Regions from separate parts of the Gossypium hirsutum genome. Here region 2 is linked to region 1. A link is a contact called in public Hi-C data. All regions are on one chromosome and are shown on one strand. The core of a region is the stretch at or near the end of the contact, and the rest is flanking DNA. Distances in the headings are between cores, read along the strand shown.

Evidence for each region. Hi-C and Micro-C count contacts between places; a contact is called where the count stands out from the background.
Region 2: a contact with region 1 is called in a Hi-C map of leaf, with 1.7 times the contacts expected there. The contact joins the promoter of LOC107910154 here to the enhancer-like site in region 1. A contact is called at or near these places in 6 of 34 Hi-C or Micro-C datasets (cotyledon, fibers, hypocotyl and 2 more).

Annotation. Positions count from the first base shown.
Region 1 is chrD02:41,679,410-41,685,942 of Gossypium_hirsutum_v2.1, forward strand. No RefSeq gene overlaps it. Among protein-coding and RNA genes, the nearest start is that of LOC107908423, 44 kb to the left of the region's middle. Within about 2 kb of position 4,047, at least 8 of the 9 cell types and tissues checked have an H3K27ac peak or open chromatin away from gene starts, as enhancers often do. A contact at or near this core is called in cotyledon, fibers and leaf, where this site is marked.
Region 2 is chrD02:41,907,124-41,913,656 of Gossypium_hirsutum_v2.1, forward strand. LOC107910154 (nudix hydrolase 4) reads left to right here and starts at 3,476. Exons shown (of 4, transcript XM_016837926.2): 1 at 3,476-3,877; 2 at 3,960-4,152; 3 at 4,244-4,372; 4 at 4,467-4,966. The coding sequence starts at 3,693. The coding sequence ends at 4,580.

The DNA.
Region 1 (6,533 bases), core at 2,797-5,296:
GTTTTATAACTCAAGATATGATTTTTAAAGTGACTAGTACGCAGATTGGCAGCTTGTCTGGGAAATGTCAAATAAGTGGTTTGAAGTCTGTTAACACCTCGTGTTCGACTCCGGCGACGGTCTCGGGTTCGGGGTGTTACATGTTATCTGCCTCTTTGGCTTGTATAGATATTCTTTCCCTTTTGAATCTTTGGCTTCCCAAGAAGATTACTCTGATAGTCTCTTGGATTTCTTGGGATTATCAGTATTTTTGTTATCATTATTGTTTTTTTAGTTGGTTGGGAGTGGATTTTGAAGAATAAAAAATTGAAAAGGAGGGAAATAGTATGAGTATTTTGGAAAGAATGACAAGAGAGTGGAGGGAGAATAAGGGAGCCTGAAGAGAGCCATTTGGAGTTTGGGTACTATAAACAGTTGTTTTGTGTCATGAGGTTCTTTTTATTTATATATAGGATGGAAAAGTATGATAGTTCGGGCCGGGTTGGGCCCGGGCCAAAACCCAAAGCTCGACCCGTTTAGAAACTTCGTCTCAAATTTTATCCAAGTTCGTTTTTTGAGCCTATATTTTTGCCAAAACCCTCTCACTTTTCAGGCGAGCCTTTGAGACTAAACGGGTGGTTTGACCCATGATTAGGTTTTATGTATAACGTGATAATCATATATTTGAAATTGAGATCATACTGTCCATATTAATATGATGGTGCATATTTTTTATATATGGTTTGGATATGTACTATAATCTCGTGGTTTTATAAAATTTTGAAATATTGTAAAATTTGAAATTTACTTTGGAATTCTTGAATCAAAGATCTCGTGAGTATGAAAATAACAATATGAATGCTATTTGACCTATTTAAGTGATATACATGATTTTGATCATAGTTAGAAAATAATTGATAATATTATTGGTGAAGGGTGAATAGATGTGTGATTTTGTAGTCACTTAATTAGATAATTGATGGTCCTCTAATATGACTATATATGTTACACCCTTATATATGTAGCGTGTTAAGAAAAATAATGTTATTTGACTATGAATGGAAAAAATAAAAAATAAATAAATAAATTCATGCATTGACTTTGAAAAGAAGCTATGACAAATAGAAAATATGTTGTCTAGTTTCACCAAGAGATTTGAGGCCTCTTTACAACAATTTACTTGGTGAAAAAGACATGATGTATGGTTTTATATATTTTGTGATTGTTAAATTAGTTTCTTGGATATCAAGAAATAAATAAAGTAGCCAAATATGAAATCATCATGGTAAGAAAAGATAAAGTGATCATTGTAATTTGACAATAGTAGAAAAGATATCCTTGATAACATTATTTTGTGAAAGAATAGGTAATTGAACATAGTGGGGATGTTGGTCTTGTGAATTTTCAAGAAACAAATAAATATAAAGTTTTACCATGTGGTATAGATAATTAACACAGCTAAGTTGAAATTTTGAAATTTAGGGATGAGGTACAAGCCTATAATATTTGAGTCATTTATGATTGAAACTCAACTAACGCTTGGTATAACATCAAGTCTTAAGTTCAATGAGACAGGGTATATCAACAGTATGTGACTGCTAGCACTATAAAATAATATATAATAATCATCCCAAGGGAAAAAGTGCTAGGTACCCGTAATGGCAAGGAAAGCATGAGACTATTATACTTTTAATAGACCCATAACATAAATATGTTAGAGTGTTATAATTACGGGAACACTCTTGATGGGGTCTACCTATGTGAGTGGAAGCGTGGCCGCTTCTAGGAGCTCAGAGGCTTGGCTCTAACAACACTCATGAAAAGAGGTTACAGACGCACGGTCATAATAGTGTCCCTGAATACTGTGCATTGATTGGTGTTGAAATCATTGTATGAGATATGTTCGATTAGTCAAATGGAATAACTAGTTCAAAGCATAGTCTACCATGCAATTTTTATTAACTTTAATATGCTTTCACTAAGTGAAGGTTCAAACGTACGACACCTTCATTTATGCTATTAATTTTCAAGATTATCAAAATATAGAATACTTTCAAAATAGGGGGAGATTGTTGGAACATTTTAAAAAAATATATAATGTTCCAATAGTTGTAAATGAAAAGTTATAAATAACCAAAAGTTGTGTCATTTGGTTATTAACCAAAAGTTGTAACCATTTATAATGATGAGTTATGCCTCTTAAATTCAAAATTTATGTCACTTGATTATTAAAGAATAATCATAATTATTCAAGTAGATATCTATTGAATAATTATGTTTATTGCTAAAGATATGACTATCCATTTAAGTAGTTATGTCTCTATGAAGAGACATGAGGCTTCTTATAAATAGGAGTGAACTTTCATTTGTATGACACCCAAAAACATAGAAACAAAGTTTCTTTCTATTCTCCAACCATCTTTTATATTCCTAGATTGTTCTATAAAGAATTCTTTATAGAAATTGATATGGAGGTGAATAGAACCTTAAAGAAAATGACATTGTTACAGGCCTTGGATCCTTCAATAATTTCTCATAAGTTTATTTATATCCCTACACTCCAACATATTTAATTGATTTTGATATTTATAAATTTAAAATTTAATTATTGAAAAAAATAGAACTTTCAACAAGAGGGTAAACAAATTCATATTGCCAATTTTTAAAGCATTATTTTAGTTTCTACCACTTTTTCACTTGAATTCTTAATATTTTTTTACCCTGATTAATACCTTTTTAGGTGACAAAAACTAAAACAACTTAGAAGTTGGGTGACCAAACTGAGAGTGTGAACATGATGTGGCGTGTATAGTTAACCACTGTTAGAGATTTAACGGTTGGGTGACTAAAATAAAAATACCCTAAAAGTTAAGTAATGAAATTCTAATAATTTTATTTTAGGTGACCAACTAGATAGTTTACCCTAAAGTATTTGTAAAAGTAGCACCCATTTGGAGTTCAAAGCCTACAAACCACACCCCTGTTCGTTATCTAACAAATTGTAAACTACACTATTAGTCACTAAACTATGGATAAGGTTTTGTTTAGTTAACTAAAAGAGTTACACTTTGGTCACCGAAATATTCAAAAGTTTTCATTTAATTTACTAAACTATTCAAAAGTTTTTATTTAACTCACTAAGTTGTTAAGGTTTTTTTAAAAAAAGTTCTGCTAGTAAGCTCTAACCGACAATTTGACAATCCATGCAAAACTATTTGACAATTTGACAATTTGACAGTTAGTCTACGAGATTGAAGAAAAAAGTTGTTTAAGTTTTGGTTCGCATATTCATGATGTCCAAAACTATTTTATTGGATTTGAAAAAAAAATATGTATAGGAGAAAGGAGAAAAGAGCTTTTGATTGGTGCATGCACTGCAAACAAAGAAAGCCACATAGCATTGATTTTAACAGCCTAATGACTTAAATGAAAACTTTTGAATAATTGAATGAAAAAATTGTAACCATTTTTAGATAAGTGACCAAATCAAAAATTTATCTCTAATAGAATTACTAATGGTGTAGTTTACCCGATAACAAAAATGATATTGCACATCAGAAATAAGAATTATTAAAGATTTATAGTATTTTAGGTATAGACCAAAAGCAATTATTAAAGAAATCGGGCTACCTTAATGAAAATGACGAGACCAAGATTTTAGGGAAATAAGATTTGGGAATTAATGAACTGGTTAAAAAGGCTGGAATAATTTAGGCTCCAAATAAAACAAGGAGCACAAAGAAATGAGTTTCTATGGCTAAAGAGAAAGGGGTTGTAATTGCAAACGGATGGAAGCCCAACTTGAACATTCTAAAACCATCAAAGAAGGTTGAGGCATCCTCCTTGAGTCCAAAAAATAATCCATTTTATGATAGATTGAGAATGGACCCGATAGAATTGGATAGAGATTTGGAGCCCATTCACTTTCAAGCTATTAGCCCGATGTTGAAAGGAAAGAAAATTTTGGCAATTAGATTTATGGCTAAAGAAGGTATTTCAACTAGAAGTGAGGGACACAACTGCCATAGTATCTCAAAATCAAAACAAAGTATGGGGGTAAGGGAACTCATCGGCCATGAGAAGAGATCAGTGAAAAAGTGGGTGAAAATACAGAGTAGGAACCAATGGGCTTCAAGGGTGTCGATTTGTCACCACTTTCGGTGGCTCTAGCTATAGATGATATTTTACAAGGGTTGAGTAACGAGGTTGGGGATGACACCGCTATGGCCAGTGTTTGAGGAGAGGAGATCGGGAAGGAGGATGAAACTATTAAGGGTGTTGAGTTTATATGAGGGTTTCGATAACACTTTCATGGCCTACTATTTTGTGATGGTCTCTGATTTTAATTTAATGCTTTGGAATTGTCAAGGGTGTGGACACTCTCGATTCCATAAATTTTTAAAAGAATACAAGACAAAAGTTTGTCCAAACATTGTTTCTCTCTTTGAAACTAGAATTAGTGAGACCAAGGCTAACATTGTTATTTCAAAGCTGAGGTTTGAAAACTCATTCTGAGTCGAAACATTGGGTTTTGTGGGTGGTATTTTGATTTTCTGGAATGATAGGTGTTGAGGTAGTAAAAGCTCATCCTCAGTTTATACATATGCGTGTTCAGAAATTACGAAGCCACACTTTATTTCTCTGTTCTGTTGTTTATGTGAGTCCACTACTACGTACAATTACTCAGTTATAGGAAATTTTGGGTTAGAGTGTTGATAAGGTTGAAGATCCTTGGCTAGTGGTAGGGGATTTCAACACGATTTTGAGAAGTGATGAATGGAAAGGAGGTTTTGAGTCTCACAAAGTGGGTTGCAATCGATCCGGTTTGTTTGTTTTCTAGCATAGTTTTCACGATATAGGGTATTAAGGGTTGTATTTCATTTGGAGCAGAGGGAACCTATTTCAGAAGCTTGATCGAGGACCTTGTAATGATCTGTGGTAGCCTTTCACACTAAATTTAGTTGTAAGACATCTACATAAACTAAAATCTGATCACCATCTTATTTTCATTTTGACAAATAAGGCAAGAGCTGTCACATCCCAAAAATTGGGTTTGAAGAAATCAGGTTAGTGAAATCAAGAGTGGTTACATCTTGATTTGTGAGTTAAGATTGTGAAAATTGTGACAAGTAAAATAATCTAGTTCAGTGGTTTAGTGTTGTGATTATGTGTGAAAGGTCCTATGTTCAAATCCTGTCTCTTGGAATTTTGTTAGTTTTTAGCTCAATTCCTATTCCTAGTCTTCTGGCTTAAATCTTATTTCTGAGCAAGTTATGACAGAATGAGTTTATTGGATCAATGGTAAGGTGTTAGCTTACCTTAGGTCTTGTGTTCGACTCTCGTGTTGCGTGTGAGTGTAACATTTTGTCCTTGGCACTTGTTAGTTGTTGGGTTAAAGTTATTTTTCTAAAAAAATTTGTGAATAAATATCTGTTTATTTTTATTGATATTTTTAATTTTGTTCCAAAAATTCCCACTTTCACTCCATCGTTAACCATCCACTTTTCCCTATTTCCACACATTAATTTTGGTTTTATTCTTCCTTTTCTTCTTTTCTTCTTTATCTTTTCTTTTGTTCTTTTTGGTTCTCTTGAGATTGTTACTGACGTTCTTTGTTGGGTATTATTTCTTTACTGTCATTCCATTTGTTCCCTATGTTCGTGCGCGAGTTTTGTCTTTCCATTATGGTTCAAAACGGGGTATAAGTTTGTTTAATATCTTTTATGTTATTTTGAATTGAATTTATTTTTCGTGGTAAGATATGATTGGTTAGTATTTAGTCTTCTTGTTATGTAGTGCTTGACATTTTCGTGATTTTGTTTAGGTGAAGGGTGTGAGAAACAGGTTACATCAAAGGAGTGATTTCCGTTTTGGAAGCTGTTTCCGAGTGGTAAGTAATCGAACTTCACTTAGGGACTGAAATTTTGTTAAAGGAATATGATGTTGGATGATATTTTGTTGGTTAAGTGAGTTAATTGGATGAATTATATCATCAGGTGTGTGACTCAAACCTGAGTTATTACTCGATATTTAATAAATTCATGAAACTTAGGCTATTCTCGAAACTGCTCAATGACCGCATGGCCGTGTGCTAGGTCATATGAAATCTTGCATGCCATGTGGGGCACATGGCCATGTGAAATCCTGAAGACCGTGTGGATCACATGGGCTAGCTTTTTAGGTTATGTGGTCCTTTTGGGCCAATTTTGAGGCCCAATTAAGGGTCAAATAAGGGACTCAAAATTCAAGTCATGGGGCATTATGTAGGCCCCCAAAAGCGTAAATTTTAGTAATACAAACATAGGTAAGTGTAGGAAGTATGTTAAATAAGTACCGACCAGTAATACAAACATAGGTAAGTGTAGTGTAATAATGTGATATGATTTGCTATAAGTAGGTACATGAGTTAAGTATGACTATTTTGTAAACCATGTGTGTTATGCATATTCTGATATCTGTTCTGATAAGTTATTCGATTCGACCATGTAATATGATATGTTATGATTTGTATAAGTTATGTGTAAGTTACGTTCCGTATAATATCTGTTTAAGTA
Region 2 (6,533 bases), core at 2,226-4,725, 230 kb after region 1:
GACAACTTTTTTATAATTAATTGAAATATATATATACATGAGCTAATGTAGATAATATAATTCAGTTATATTTTAATTAAGGATAACTATAAAACTGTAAAGACAAAATTAGTGAATAGAAAAGGTGGTAGGCCTTATAAAAATTATGAAAATGTCTTTTCTGGATAGACTATTGTGACATTTGACAGTATTTTAAATATGTCAATAATAAAAATTTGATATAAAAATAATTCTTGATTTTGATTGAAATGATAAATTTGGGAGAAGAAAAATTTTGAAAAATTGAGTTCAAATCTCGCGGGTAAATTACTAAAAAAAGTCTTATTTTTTAAAAAATTATCGAAATAGGTCCGGTATTTTATTATTTACTAGAATGGTCCATTTTTCGCGAAATCGCGTCCACGTCAGCGCGATGTCAGGGTACGCGCCAGGAAATCGCGTCTACATCAGCGCGAGTAGCTGACGTGGAAGCAAATCACTCCCTCTAGGACGCGATTTGCTGACGTGAATGAACAGTTTATGTTTTTTAACTTAGAAAACTTTGAAAGGCCATAACTTTTGGCTCGGTTGTCCGATTGAGACGATTTTTTTTATTTCGAATAACTTTTTGAGATCTACGCGCTGACAAACCGCCGAAGCGGTTTGCTGCAGTTTTCGTCAAAAAAAATCATTTTTTGCCCCTAAATTTCGATTTTTTCGGTTTAAAATTGAATTTTGAAACTTTCAAATCATTATTTTCCTTACTTATTTAAAGTAAACACCGGATTTTTTTTACAGAATTGTTGTATTATTTTTTCTGATTTGACACGTGTATGGAATAGGTTCGATAAATCGTTAGAACGTAAGTAATATAATTAAGATAATAACAGTATTTCTATAATATGTCAATTAATTAGTTTAGTTTAGTTGGTTAAGATGCTTGCTCTTTTCCCTTAGTACCTTGGTTCAAATCTTGTCAGTAATAATTTTAAATCTTTTTTGTACTTGTTGCTATTGATGTAATATTGAAGAGTTAATTGATTAAAAAAAATAAATATAAGAACAAAAAGATTCAAAATTTATTTTTTCAAAATACCAAAAAAGCTCTATATTTTTAAAATTTATCAAAATGGGCACGGTATTTTATTTTTTTGACTGTTGGGTACTGTTCACGCGCGGGCCGAAATCGCGTCCACGTCAGCGCGAGATGCTGACGTGGAAGGAAATCGCATCCTCGCGCTGACGTGGACGCGATTTCCTGACGTGTACCCTGACATCGCGTTGACGTGGACGCGATTTCTCGGAAAAAGGACCATTCCGGTAAATAATTAAAAAATAGGCCAATTTCGGTAATTTTTGAAAAAATGACTTTTATTGGTAAATTGCCCAAATCTCGCATATGATTTTTAAAAATATATATTTATGTAAAAAGGCCAAAAACATAACCTCAAATTTATATTTATTGATAATTTTACAATTGAATTTATAGGGAACACAATTAAAATTTTAAATAATAGTATAAAATTTTAAAATTTGGAAGTTAATTTTGTAAGTAGAATCAATTAAAGGGTATTTTAGACTTTTATTTTTATTTTTTTCATTTTTCAATTATTTAAGATTTATCAAATATTAATTAATGACTCTGTCTAGTAGCTCAAGAGTCAAGAGCTATTACATAGCTTTGTTTTAGTTTTTCTTTCTCTACTGAAAAAATATTAATTAATGACTTGATAATGGGATGTAATTTTTTTATTTGTTATATTTGTATTATTTATCATATTAAAATAGATTTTGATATCTTATAACAATACATTTAAATTTAAAATTTGTTTGTAGTTTGAAAAGTTATTTGGTACTTCATTAAAGGTATAGAAAAAAAATATAAGAGAAAATATATGACCATATTTGAACTCTATTTACAATTTATTGATAGTGACCTCTATTTTTATATATTTATGTTGATTAATTCATTTTAATCCTTGCTTTTATTTATGAAATAATTAAATCAACATTGACTTAGGCTTTGATAAAATTGAAAAAGTTAAAAAAGTTTGAAAAATCAAATCTTGAATTTAAGTTATAAAATATGTTTGAAATATTATCTAAAATTAAATATTGAGTGGAGCTAGAATACTTGATAAATAATAATATAATATTAAAAATAAAATAAAAATAATTGAACATATTCTATATTACATAATGTTTTTTAAATTGGACATGTGGTCGAACTAGTTGTGTAACTGATTCACCGGTTTAATCGGTTCGATTGAAAAAAATTAAAAATTAAAAAATCCGGTTCAACTTGTCCAAACCTATTCTTGGGTTAACCAATTCAAAGCCTCGCTCCGGATCGATACCCTAATCCGGTTCAATTGGACCCAAACAATATTGATATTACGTGATAAGTAGGTCCGTATTTACTTATAAATTTCTACACTTTTTTTTACGAAAAAAGTTTATCAAATAATTTTCATGATAGGTTATCAAATGTGTTTAAGAAAAATAAATTAATGATAATATTAATTTTCAGTTAGATTTTTTTTCAATGGTTTATCTAACATGGCCTTAATTTAAGAAAAAAATTAATCTATTGAGCTTAGCTTAATTGACACCATCTTGAAAAACATGGACTTGAACTTGTTTAAGCGATTTTTTTTCGATTTAAAAGTTTAAAAGGGATTATGAGTAAAAATAAGCGTGGTAGAATTTAGAATTTATAATTCTTCTTTTATCTTATAAAAACATAGTTTCCATTTTGATACACTAGAAGGAGTTAGTATGTTGAAGTAATACAAATATAATTTGTTTGTTTTCGAAAGGATGACTCTATTTTTGTTGATGTTTTAATTAATTTTTAGATTTTCCATTGTGATTCCTAAAATGAATGAAACTGTATCTTGGAGCTAGTTTTACCATTTTGAAGTAAGATATCTATTTTTATAATTTTTAGAAATTCAATAATTAGAATCATTTTGATGTTTTAATCGTTTTTAGATTTTACCCACTTAAAAAGAGTAAAACTAAACTTTTAATGTTACTTATTTTATTCTTTTAAATATTCAAAAAATTATCTCACGATTACTTAAGTTTTTAAGTTTCACAATTAGATTTAAAATTTGGCAAATATATTATAAGATGTATTAAAAAATTAATTATATAAATAAATATAACACTTGTCACACCTTTAATCATTTATAGAATAATTACTTAAAATAAAAATAAAATTATGAAAATTCATTTTAATTTTATAACTAGGAGCCGAGCAATCGACATAGGATTGGTTGGATTATTATTAAGCAGTTAAGATTCGAGAGCTTTTCAAGGTTTTTTTGTCATCTTCTACTGATTGATTTATCTTGTAATAATTATAATGAGAAATAAAATAAATAAGAAAATTACATGCTTAACGTGTGAAGGATGATTTTTTTAATTAAAAAAACAATTTAGTGACTGTCTGAAATAAAAAACATGTCGTATGGTGCAGGCGCGTCGGTTTTAAAGAGGTTTCCTATCTCTTTCCTTTGTCTCAGTGCCAAACGCGGCTCTCTCTTGGTTGTTATCCACGCTCTTCATCAAATATCTATCTACAAATTGCAATCTCTATATGAGGAATAAATCTAAAACTCTGCAAAACCACAACGAAAGAAACCCATTTTCAAATTTTTTTTCTATTGCAAAATTTTCTGCTTTTTGTTTTGTCTGAAACTGAAACCATGGGAGGGATATCGGGGTTTCTTATGAAGTTTCCCTCATTGATCCACTTTTTGTTGTCTCTCCTGGAGAAAATCCCTGCGAGATTGCCTATGCCAATTGAGAAATTGGTTTCTCGTGTTTCATATCCTCGCACCGGCAGGCACTTGCAGCGCTATAATAACAGAGGCTTCCGCTTAGTTGTTGGGTAATCTTTTTCTTTCCTTCTCCTCTTTTGATTGGCTTGGTTGAATAGAAGGATTCTAATTATCAATATTTGGTTTGAGCAGGTGCATTCCCTACAGGTACAGGGAAAGCGAAGATGGCAAGTCAATTGAGGAAGCGATTGAAGTTCTTGTAATAAATGCACAAAATGGGAAAGGGATATTATTCCCCAAAGGGGGTTGGGAGAAAGATGAATCCATGGAAGAAGCAGCCATTAGAGAGACGGTTGAGGAAGCCGGTGTAGTTGGCGTCATCGAAGTTAGTAATCTACCATAGGCTTTTTCATTTCAAACTCTTGATTCCATTTCTTCCTGATTTTAACTGGATGGATGTATATGTATGTTTGCAGTGTAAATTAGGTAAATGGTGTTATAAGAGCAAAAGGCAAAGTATATACCATGAAGGCCACATGTTTGGTCTGCTTGTGAAGCAAGAGTTAGATGGATGGCCTGAGAAAAACATCCGAAAACGGGAATGGGTATGTATTTGGCTGCCATATATATGTATGTAAATGTTAATAATGAACTGAGTATGAAAGAACTGAACATGTGTTGTTATTGTTATGTATGTAGGTGACAGTGTCGAAAGCTAGAGAAGAATGCCCGCATTTGTGGATGATAGAAGCCTTAGAAGAGTTGGTTTGGCGACAAACGCAGGCAGGTGCGGCCCAAGGAGGAAGTAAATGAAGTAGCAACTATGGAGTTTTGTTGTTTGAATTTGTAGGGTTAGGAAAATAGATCATTGTAATTAAGAAGACATCAAAACGTTAGATTTCCAAACATTTGCTGGTTTTGTTCTGGTATTCATTTCAGTAGGTAGAAAATTTTTTCATTCATTCATTCATTTGATTTGGGGTTTGAATCCATACAAAAAGTATGATTCACATCAGAATTTAACCTCTGATCATCTAACTCTGGTTGGAGTTTGGTTAGGCCACGTGTTATTGATAAGGACATAGATTGAGCAACTGGCTTCACAAGTTATCCTCGGTTCGGGATTCAGCCACGTAGCCTTATTCCATTCATTCCCCTGTAATTTCTCCCAATTTATCATACACTTTATATTTTGTGTATGTGAGTCGTGTTATTAATGATTTCTATTAGGAATAATGTTATATTTAGTCCTCTAATTTTATATAAAAAATTCATTTTAATTTTAATTTAATTTTTCATCTCTTATTAGATGTTAAATTTATATTGTTTGTCAAATTACACTACACCAAAATGGATGGAAAAGTGAATAAAAGTTAATTTTGTTGACATGTCATTCGTTTGGGTTTGGGTTTGGGTTGCCATGTGGATCACATCAACAACTAATTTTTAAATTTTAAAAAATTCAAAAGTTACTTAAAACTATTTTTTAAAATTAATTAGACTGTCATGTGTATGTCACAATTTTAACAAATGTTAACGTTTCTATCTATTTTTTGTGATTTGATAAACAATGTAAATTTAATGGCTAAAAGAGATGAAAAATTTAAATAAAAAATTAAAATCACTTTTATTAAAGATTAAAAGGAAAACTTTTAATGTTTTTATACTTTCATTATTTCATAAATTTTTAATGTAATTTAAAGAAAAACTATAATTATCAATAGTTGTTACATTGTCATGATATATATCAATAGAACTATGATCTAGTGTCCCTTGATTTCTTTGATTATTAAATAGTAAAAATATTAATAATACATTTAGAGTGTGTTTTTGATTAAATAGAAAATTGAAGGGACGAGAAGAGAATGAAAAAATGAAAAAAAGAAAGAAAGAAATTTAAAGTATAATCATTTTCCATCTAAATGTATAAAAATCTATCATTCAATTCATTCCATTTTACTTTTCACTTAACCTTTCCTCTAATAGTTATGAAGATCAATTTAGACTATTCACATTTATATATAAAAGAACTAATAACGATAATCTTGGTTTGTGAAATAATTGATTAGATAATCTTCGCACTCTATATAGTTTTTAATATTATATTAAAATCGAATTAATATAATTATTAATCATTAAATGTATTTAGTTAATATTTTCTTTTTACATTTCATTCTTTTCCATTTTTAATTTTTCATAGTATTTATTTTTCTCAATTTCATTTTTTTTTTGTGTTCTCTACTTACATTCGCATAATTTTATTTAAAAAATTCACACTAATTAAAAATATTTTAAATGTTTTACATTATAATACATTAATCTATATCTAATATCTATATAATGTATATTTTCAATTTCTAAGGGTTTTATAGGAATGAATATCGCAAAAGTTGACTTTTCTTTTTTTAGTTTATTTATATGGTTATTTTAATTAGTAATATTTTTGTTGGGTTTTTGACTTGCCCGTTCATGTTATGTTAGAACGAGAATAGATTTTTATTTGAGCCATAGATGTTTTTCAGCCTCTTAGATATTTTATGTGTATGGCCTACAAATTTATGACATATTTGACAAAGCACCAGTTGATGTTCGGCTAGAACTCTAATTCCCCAATCGTCCCTATTGTTGACACTACGGAATTATTGGATAAAGATTGAATTCTTACCCTTTTCACTTAGTTGAATGAAGAATTAATTAAAAGATAATTATCATATTTTCTCAAGGGATTTTTAAAGTATTTATCTGTTGCTTAAAGGAGATTGTCTT